2 separate regions of the Mus musculus genome follow, and region 2 is linked to region 1. Evidence: chromatin contacts called from public Micro-C data. All regions are on one chromosome and are shown on one strand. Each heading gives the region's core, a stretch centred on a gene start, on an enhancer-like site or on the middle of the called end of the contact. The rest is flanking DNA. Distances are from core to core; before and after follow the strand shown.

Region 1 (5,244 bases), core at 1,182-3,681:
CTGGAGCATGTACTCTTTGGTTGGTGGTTTAGTCCCTGGGAGCTCTGGGGGTACTGTTTGTTTCATATTGTTGTTCCTCCTAGGGATCTGCAGACCCCTCAGCTCCTTGGGTCCTTTTTCTGGCTCCTTCATTGGGACCCTATGCTCAGTCCAATGGATGGCTGTGAGCATCCACTTCTGTATTTGTCAGGCACTGATGAAGCCATATATTATAATAAGTAAATAAAAGTTTGGCTACTTAGATCAATCTTCAAAAACCAAACAAACAAAGTTTAAAAAAAAAAACCCTCAATGTAACAGAGCATGCTTGAAATTTCAGCACTCAGGAAGCTAACTCAGTAAGAGTGTGAATTCCAGGTCTTATCTAAACAAACAAAGAAACACTTAATAATAATAATAGTAATAGTAATAAAATGGGGGCTGGAAGATAGCTCAGCCCTAACGTTCATGTCTGGCATGCAAAATACCGTATGCAAAACCAAAACAAATAAAAACACCTCACAAGCCTGGAGAACAAGGATGAGCCTGAGAGATGGGTAAACCTAAAGCGGCCAAGGACGTTGGACAGAACATGATGTTAACAAAACAGATGTGGTACAGGAAAGAAAGTAGCCCAAGCCTCATCTTTCCTTTTACATTGAGACATTGAGATGGGTAGGGAATTGCAAGTGTGATTGACTGCCAGAGAATATTATACACTTGTTTTCATTCTCTCTCTCTCTCTCTCTCTCTCTCTCTCTCTCTGAGATGGTGTCACTGGCCTGGAACTTGCGAAGTAAGTTAGGTTAACTGACCAGTGCACTCAAGGGATCCACCTATCTCTACCTCTCCAAAACAAGAATTAAAAGCACGGAATAGGACTTCAGCCTGCCTCCCCTCCCCCATCTCTCCCTCCCTCCCTCCTTACTTCCCTCCCTCCCTCCCTCCCTCCCTCCCTTCCTTCCTTCCTTCCTTCCTTCCTTCCTTCCTCCCTTTTAGTTTTCTGAGGCAAGCTCTCAGTTAGCTCCCTCTGACTTCTTACTCCCCAGTACAGATTACTACATGGCTTCCTCCAACCTTAGAAATGATCATGTATAAAACTGTTTCCATTGGAGAATTAAATTAGTAAAGGACTGGTGGTGGAACTCAGCTGGTATAGTGCCCGCCTAGCCCTGGGTTCCACCCTCAGCACCACATCAAATGGGCGCGGCGGCAGGACACATCTGCAGCTCCAGCATCCTTAGGGTTGCGGATAAGCATCAGGAACTCAAGGCCATCCTTTATACACAGGTGAGAGTATAAAACCAGCTTGGGCTACACGACCCCAGACTCAAAGATTCGAATATGAAAGGGTTAAAAAAAATCTAAAAACAAACGTGTAGGAGGTAAACTGTAAACATAGTTCGCAGTGATTATGATAACGACTAATATTTACTTAACACTTATAATGTGCTGGGCACTATCGTTCTATTAGCTCCTTCCACATTAGCTGGTCTAAAAGCTTGCTGTGGAAAAGGAAGTAGGTTTGTGGAAGGGAGCCAATCTGTGAAAATCAGGCCTCTATTACAGAATACACACACGGAAGCAGAATGCCTTAAATTTAGTGAGGTTCCTTAAAAATTTGTCAAGTAGATGAAATTAATGAGTTCACAATTTCTTGGAATTGTGAGAAGGGTAACCATACTGTTTTAAAAGGTTATTCCTATTTATACCGCTAGGGGGCATAGTTTAAAAACAAAACAAAACAAAACAGGTTGGGGAATACTACTTGCAGTGAATGCTGTTTTAAGTGTTCTGGCATTCTAGTCCATGACAGATTTTTTTTTTTTTCTAGTGCATACGATAAACAAAAATCTTTCCCACTGCAGCTCCCGCGCATGCTTCATATTCACCAAGGTTAACCTGAAACCTCACTATAAACCCAACTTATCTACCTCCAATCCTGGCAGAAGCTGGAGGAACAGCCCGAGGGCTCGCATGCTAATTGCTCTGATCGCCACCAGCGCTGAAAAGAAATACCAGGGGTAGGATGTACGTAGCTGAGTTCAAGTGCCCCAGAGGTCAGATCGCACAGGTCCACTCCCCTACCTCCTCACCGCCCCAGGCTGTGCAAGGGCGGAGGGGAAGGAGGCCAAACCGCTGTCCTGCCAACGACCCGCTCCTTCCGGCAGAGGTCTCCGTTTCAAACTTCACTCTGGCTGGGCCGGGCACAAACCTTGGTGTGGGCCTGGGCCGCCAGGAATCTTACGCGCCAGATTCAGCTACAGCAGAAGGCGAGCAAGTTGCTGGGGAAATTAAAACCGCCAAAGAGGACTCGGTCACCTAGCAGCAGGCCTGCCCACCTCGTTGGCCTGAGAGTAATGTCCAGACTCTGCGCAGGTCCCTTGAGGATACCCGCGCACGCGCCGCTCACACAGCCCGGGAAGTCACTGTTAAAACCTCTGCGCACTGGACTGAGCCTTTTGCGCGACCGGTTCCAAGAAACACTTTTCGTGACTCGATGGGAAAAAGAGCAAGAAGTTGGGAGACGGAGCAGGGTGTTATTCGGGGTTCTGTTACAAGAAGGAAGTTTTAAGGTACTAATGGAGCCATTGCTCAGAGATAGGTTGCGTAGTAAAAAGATTTTCCATTTGGAAGAAAGGGGTTCTGGGATGGCAGAGGATCGTTACGTCAAATGGTGCAACATTTTAATACAATCTACAGACATTTTCTGCATTCTTTAAATTATCCCTAGATTACTTTTAATGCTGGATATAAGGGAAACACTACACAAATAGTTGTTATGCTGCATTATTTTTGGAAATAACAAAGAAAGACTGTACATACATACACTCCTCAGAAATCTGTGAGGGATCAAATCTGTAGATATGGAATCTTCAAGTTCAGGAAAGTGGCTTCCCTTTCTCCACCTAAGGAGCTACATAAAACCGTATTAGTGGTGTTAGGTCAGATACCCTTTAAAAATATCGCATGCCTATGGTCCTAACATTCAGTACGCTGACGCGGAAGGATCCATGCTGGAGCCGTTCAGGTAGTGAGTCTGACAGCATCCCGGGTTACTCAGCAAGACCTCACCTAAAACAAAACAAATATATATGAGAGCAAGTACCTAGACTGTACACTTTCAAAGTCTCAACCACTGCAGGTGAAGTATGAAGACAGAAAAATATGGACAGAAAACGGGTAAACTGATATGTTTTCTGCTGAGTTTGACCATGACTCAGCAGTGTCTCTACCCTGCTGTCTTTCAGTCTTGAGACCCAGTATAACAGAACTGTCTCCTTATGAATTCAAAGTTCCTAATGAATGATTCACAATTTGAATTCAAAATTCAAAATAAATATTACTTAACAGCGTCTTCACAGATTAATCACACACACACACACACTGTGTGTGTGTGTGTGTGTGTGTGTGTGTGTGTGTGTGTGTGTGTGTGTGATTCTAGGAAAAGAGTCAGGCTCTGGAGATTCCCCCCAGACAGAAACTGAGGACCAGGTAACCAGCCAGGTGGCAGAACATAGAATAAAATAAATGAGTAATTAAGGTAAGAGCTAGTTGGAGAATAGAGCCAAAGCTATTGACCTCAAAATTTATTCATATATAGAAATCTCAGAGTCACTTTTTCGGGGGAATTTATGTGCCGGCAGGAAAGAAGCAGTTTCAGATAGCCATGGTTAAACTTGACGGATCAAAAAAAACATAACAAATGACACAGATGTGGGGACAGGATTTGTCGAGGGTGATTCACAAGAGTGGGAGGAAAAGACTGGGTAGTGAAAGCAATCAGAATGTTTTATACATAGTATGAAATGCTCAAAAACAAATGTAATAGAAGTTATAAAAGCTGCTTTGAGAGATAATTGAAATAGTTCTAATAAATCTGTCCAGACACCATGTAGAAACACATACATTTAAGTTCGTTTACTTATTAGTGTGATTGTATTTAAAAGTCTGCCATGATCAATGAAGGAAAATATTAAGAACAATCATTTCTGAAAGCAGAGCATCTTTTTCAGATCATGGGATGTAGTGGATTCTAGCACCTCTGTGCTTCCCTGTCAACTAAGACTTCTCCTCCTTAGCCCTGAGGGCTTCTGGAGTTCAGCCCACTCTCCTCATCCAGCGTCCAGACCCCCACCAATTTACTATGCTCCTGCAGTAGTGTTCTAGAAAAAAACTTTCACCATTTGCTAACAGATTATCTTTGCTGGTGGCATTTATTAGCTCACCCTAATACAGATATTGATTCTGAAGTGAGTTGCAGGTAATCTGATTCCAAGAAAGGAAGAGAAATTGAACTATCTAAAATAAAAATAAAGTACAAGATAGTGAAAGGACATCATAAAGTAGATATAGAAACTAATTGAAATATTAATCTATGGCTACCTGTATTGTCTTGTTTCTCTAGAGTGACAAAACTTAAGATATATATATATATATATATATATATATATATATATATATATGTATGTATATGTGTGTGTATGTATATTATACACATATATGATTTGTGATTTATGAAAATGACTTACAGGATGTGGTCCAACTAATCCAAGAGTGGATGGCTGGATGGCTATGAATTGAAAGTCCAAGAATCCAGTAGTTGCTCAGTCCTTAAGGCTGGATGTCTCCGCTGGTTTTCAGTATACACTGCAATCCTGAAGAAGTAGGCTCTAATGCCAGTGAAGGAATGGGCTTACCAAAAGACCAGAGCAAGCAGACAAAGAGCAAAAACTTCCTTCTCCCATGTTCTTATACAGGCTTCCAGAAAAAGGCATGGGCTGGATTAGGTATAGATTAAATATCTGGGTTAAAAGTATATCTTCCTATCTCAAAGATCTGGATTAGAAGTAGATCTTCTGTACTGGCTGGTTTTGGGTCAACTTGACACAGCTGGAGTTATCACAGAGAAAGGAGCTTCAGTTGAGGAAATGCCTCCATGAGATCCAACTGTAAGGCATTTTCTCAATTAGTGATCAAGGGGGAAAGGCCCCTTGTGGGTGGGGCCATCTCTGGGCTGGTAGTCTTGGGTTCTGTAAGAGAGCAGGCTGAGCAAGCCAGGGGAGGCAAGCCAGTAAAGAACATCCCTCCATGGCCTCTGCATCAGCTCCTGCTTCCTGACCTGCTTGAGTTCCAGTCCTGACTTCCTTTGGTGATGAACAGCAGTATGGAAGTGTAAGCTGAATAAACCCTTTCCTCCCCAATTTGCTTCTTGGTCAGGATGTTTGTGCAGGAATAGAAACCCTGACTAAGACATCTTCCCAC
Region 2 (5,244 bases), core at 1,688-4,187, 74 kb before region 1:
AATTAGATCGCTGAGTCGAAACACTCCAATCAGGGGCCCAATGCTAAGCAAGCCCCGGAAGGTCCAACCCGAGGTCACCGCCGGTGACACATCAAATCAAAATCAGTGAGAGGGAAAGTGAGGTTTTCCCTTTATCAAGCTGGGGCTGCAGCCAGCAATCCAGCCCCTCCTCCGCACGCCCCTCCAGTCCCTCTCTGCACGCCCCCCCCCCCCAAGCTCCTTTACACCCGTAAGGCTTGAGACCAGCATCGCAGCCTTCCAACTATCCCAGCTGCCCTCTTACAGTTTTCTTTCGAACTTGGCGAGCGAGGAGGAGACAGAGCCTTTTAAGCTGCGGTCCTGGTCCCGGTGCTATTGCCGCGTCTCCTTTGACTAGGGATCTCTGGCAGCCCTGTCCTCAACGCATTCTGAGGTTGAAACCACAGTCTATCTGGCTTTACGACCATGGGTGGGAAACAGTGTTCTTCCCCTTTCCCCAAACCTCACCTCGTGCTCCTGCTTGAAGAACCCGCGGGTTCCCAGCGCGGTGCCTGAGCTCTAGGGTGTGTAGGTGCTGCGGTACAAACGAGGGTTGATGGGTGCTGGAGTCTTTGCAAGGTCTGGGGCCCCCAGAGACAGACAGCTTTTCATGCTTTCTGAAATTCCAAAGTCTCCTACCTTGGAAGAGCACACACTGTCCTTTGGTCCTGTGCCAAGGAACTCTCAGGGAGTAGTGAACCAATGAGGGTGTCTGCCTGGGGTAAAATGGGAGAGCCTGCCACTTCCCAGGAAAAGAAAAAAAAAAAAAAACGTACCCATCGCCTGGCAGCCTAGGCCTCTAGGATTTCTTCCCTTAAAGCAGTATTCTCTGACCTTCAGTCACTTCTCCTTTGGTGATGGCACTAGAGATGCCAGGTTAACAGAGAAGTTGCTGGGAGAGACTGCACTGCAGCGCGGTAGGAAGAAGCTGGCGCTGCAGTTAGAGTACCCAGGTCCAAGACCTAGTAGCAGCAATACGAAGAAGCCACGTGTCTTTGTAAAGGTGACTTTATTATTCCTAAAATCGTCATAAAATACAGCGGCGTTAATTTGCTATCGAGACCTTTCAGCAGCTCATAACCCAGCTGACCTCGGATTGTAGCTGAGTACCTGGCTGGGCCAGAACCTTGGCTGCGAAGAAAAGCAGCTTCCAGAAAGCTGGATGCTGGAGATTGAATAGAGCTTGGGGCAGGTGGGGGAGGGGGACATTAGCCTACTCTGGAAAGGTTCAAGGGAACAATTCAGGTAGATAGATGTAGCTGAGCAGACAATTAAGGTAGATAGATGTAGGTGAGCAGTTCCCTCAGCCCAATCCCGGGGACTCTTGAATTTCTGGGTACTTTCCTCTGAACCCGAACCTGTGGGTCTAGGAAGAGAGTCAAAGCTAAGTCTGGGAGTATGGGACGTACCTCTTACCTTCTCTGTACCTTCCTCTCAGCCCTTTGCTATTTCTCTCCTCCTTTCTTGCTTTTTCGGAATTACTTTTCCTCTCTAGGAGCCAGTGGAACTTTCCCCAATCTCTGAAGATTTCTCTGAGATGCTATGATTTCATTGCCCATGCTATGCTGTGGATCAGCGATAATAGCAAGAGGAGGAAGCTCAGAATCCTATAGACGGGAATGCATCCTGTCTGGCACAGGGGATGAGGGTAGGGTCCCGAGATGATCATCGATAGAAGGGTTGCCTGGCTGAGAAAGGTAGATGAGTACCGTCCTGTAGTACAGTAAGCACCAACAACTCCACGCTTTTATCAGTCCCAGTTTCAGCCCACCCCGAAGATGGTGGCTTGAAAACTATCATGTGTGAGACGAGGAAAAATAAAAACGGTGCCACAAGGCACTGGGTGCCCACCTGGCTGATATTTCCCCACACCCTACGCAGGACATCGGGTGAACCCACAGGGCTGCTGGATCTAGGCACTGCCTGACACCGATCCTAGACGGATTGACTACCTTGTGCTGGCTTTTCCTTGAGAGACAGGAGGCTCTCTAAAGCTCTCATGAATGCTCTAGGGCCCGCGACCCTCACAAGCTTTGGAGCCAGGGTCTCTCAGTCCTTTCTCTGACCCTTCTCCCTTTCCCTTCATTTGCTCATCACTTCTTTTCCTCTATGCTTCCTCTGCTAGCTACCAGACCATTGACCGCCGCGATGCTTTCGGCAAAATAGAAAACAGGAAGGAAAAGGAGAGAAAAAAAGTAAGAAAGTAGGGGAGAATTGCAGACTGGAGCAAAAAGCTGCAGCTGCACTCAGAATTGGGGGCTTGAGAAAAGTAAAATAGGGGGGAGGTGTCCAAAATGCGAAGGGAATTCACAAAAGCAGCCTCTTGCCAGAGCCTGGGTAGAGCTCTGGCTGAGGAGCTCCAACTGGAGAGGAGTCGGGCGCTTTCTTTGCCACTTACCCAGTCCTCTGTCTACAAAGCTAGTGATCGTATTAGCTGACTTGGAAGACTGGAAAAAGCTGGCATTGATGCCCAGCTTCTCGGCAATGGAGTAAGTCTTGTAGATTGACAGCATGTACTCGTGAGGCACCACGCGCAGCCCCCTGCCCGGCGGCTCCTGCCCCTGATGTTGTCCGGGCGGCCGCCGCCGGAGGTCCTTCTGCCGCAGCCCGTGCTCCGGGGGCGTCCGGCCCTCGGCACTCTCTTGTGGAGTTCGCTGCATCTTCCCTTCTTTGCGGTTCCCCACGTCTTTGGTGGAGTCCAATTCGGTGGAGGAGGAGGAGGACGAGGAGATGGAAGCCTGCTGGAAACCCGGCAAATCCCAGAGGAAGCTAATGAGGAAGATCGCCCAGAGAAGGACCCTAGGAGTGTCCATGGCGAGCGAGTGGCTAAGTTACTCGGAGAGGCGGCGGCGACAGCAGCGGCTGCGCCGGGCGCGAAAGGCACGGAGCGGCTGGACAGCGGCGGGGGCCGCGCTCCTCCTGCAGACTACGAGTGCGGGGAGCCGGGTAGCAGCTACACAAATCCAGGCCCTGCCACGCCCCCTCCCGCCCCTCGCCGGGAGGTGGGGAGAGGAGGGGAGAGCAGCGCTGCGGGGATAGGGAGGGAGGCGGGTAGTGCGGGCAGGAGGTGTGGGGTGGGGGGCAGCGGTGGGCTGTGGTGGTGGCAAGGTGAGAGCTGGAAGAGCCCCACGGGGTCCGGAGCGCCGACTGGGCGAGCCAGAGGCGAGCGCCTCTGTCCCAGGGTTGGGGAGCCAGAGCCCGCAGGCAGCCGCCTGCGCCGGGGACCGTCAGTCCCCACCAGCTGCTCGAACTTCTCCAGGGACCCGGGGGAGTGGCAGCCGCGGCGGCTGGCTCGGAGCGGGGGTGGGGGTGGGGGGCTGCTGCCGCAGGCTGCGCCCTGGCTCCGGGCAGTGGCACCCTCTCTTTGCCACCCTACCCTCCTAGCGGGCGGTTAGCACCCTCTCACCCCCCCCCCCCCGCGCGCCCACAAGTTTCATCCCTGAGTCCCGGAAGCCAGGCGCAGGGGCCAGTCCTTCACAGCCCCCTTCTCTTGGTAGAATGCTGCTTTCCACAAAGACCCGCGTCAATTCCCGACCTTCGAGGTCAGGCAAAGGCCACCAGTCTTCAGAGTTTGGACCGGTGCTCGGAGCTGCCGCGCTCTCCTGCAGGCCCCAGACTCTCCTCTCGCAGACCTCAATCTCTGGTGTTTGCTCCAGCTGCTTCATTTCTCTTTCGTGGGACCCCACACTTCTCTGGACCCTTAGGGGCTTGACTCCCTCTTCTTCTGCACCCGTACTTCCTTTTTCCTCTTTCCTATTGTCTTCAGGAATTAGTCCTTCCCCCAAATTCCTTCCCATTCCGATTCGATACCTCTCCTCACCCAGTCCCTGCCCCCCAAATATGCTTTTTTTTTTGGCTGTGGCCTCCCAACTCTCTGATCCCCACCCTCTCTCTCCCCCTTTCACCAGACCCCTCCCTGCGCAGCTCTACCCCAATCTGTTTCTCTTCAGCCCAGCCTCGCCCCATCACGAGTTTCCTTTATCTGTCCCCAGATTCCCAGTGTCTTCCCCGCCCACCGCCCCGCGGTTCAGGACGTTGCTAGGTTTGGCGGCGAAGCGTTGCTTCTCTCGCACAGCGCTCTAGACGGAAGTTGTCCAGAGTCTTTACAGGGTACTCACGCACCATCTGTAAACGTCCTCCTGTAAATTACTCCACTTATGGATTTAAAAAAAAAAGGGGGGGGGCAAAAGGCTCAGAGATAAAGGCTTTCCAGGGCCATTCAGCCAAGAGGGCACAGCCACGGATAGACCCAGGAAGCAGTGGTTCCACCATTCTGCTCCTCCTGGTTTGAGCTGTGTCTCTGTGGGTTCTCTCGCCCTGGCCCTCCTGTCTTCATTGGGACCTTGCAGGCGTGAGGATAATTTGGTCCTCTCTCCCCTTCTCTTTACTCTGACTTCCTTAAGAGGCATGACACTCACCTTGGACATCTGCTGTGTCAGGCCTGGCTCTATGGCCTTAGCAAACAGTTTCACATAATCTTCATAACAAGCCTGAGACAAGGGCCACATTATCTCTATTTTACAGACAGAGAAACTGAGGCCCACGATCACACTGCTCCTGTATTGCCACTACTCCTAATTGCGAGGCTATTGAGAGGGGCTGCTTTGCTCTCTATCACTAGAGATTCTGGTTCTACCCCAACCCATTTAACGTCCCTTAGGGCTACTCAGTTCATGACTGCCAACCCATGGCCTGTCTGGGACTTGAAGGAGTCTAGCTTCTTCCTTCTGCTTTCTAGCATTATCATTCACCAGTGTAAGGCTGAGAAAGGAGCTAGGAAGTTTTAAGTCTTAAATAATGCTTAGCCCACTAGGACGAAAAGCTCTCTCTGTTCATGTTCCTTCATCTTTGGTGCACATGTCCTTCATACATTACTGTTATCCAGAGATGACACCCTCATCTCTTAATGTCTAATACCAAATCGATCGCCTTCTAATATCTGTGCTGCGCCTCTTTCTCTTCCCCTCGCTGTACTGACATCCAGGAGAGGCATCCATCCATGGCTTGTCTCCATTCTCTCCTTCTGGGAATGAGCATGTGTACCTTGTGCTAACACTCTGCGCATGTCTGGCTCCACAGCCCTGTTAGGGATGACTCATGGGCTTGGATCCTTTCTCAGCACCACGCTTCCTGCTGGCCTTCATCTCTGCTCAGTTTGCCCACAGCAGTTATCTGTTGTGAGTTACCAGTAAACAGGAAACAAGGCAGAGGTCTCATTGCCTATGG

What was found. Hi-C and Micro-C count contacts between places; a contact is called where the count stands out from the background.
Region 2: a Micro-C map of muscle stem cells shows a contact between it and region 1, with 4 times the contacts expected there. The contact joins the promoter of Gdf6 here to the promoter of 4930412C18Rik in region 1. A contact is called at or near these places in 3 of 484 Hi-C or Micro-C datasets (embryonic stem cells and muscle stem cells) and 1 of 115 datasets of contacts at active chromatin or transcription factors (embryonic stem cells).

What each region holds. Positions count from the first base shown.
Region 1 is chr4:9,767,772-9,773,015 of GRCm38.p6, reverse strand. 4930412C18Rik (RIKEN cDNA 4930412C18 gene) reads right to left here and starts at 2,431. Exons shown (of 4, transcript NR_030693.1): 1 at 2,322-2,431.
Region 2 is chr4:9,842,065-9,847,308 of GRCm38.p6, reverse strand. Gdf6 (growth differentiation factor 6) reads right to left here and starts at 2,937. Exons shown (of 2, transcript NM_013526.1): 1 at 2,417-2,937. The coding sequence starts at 2,831.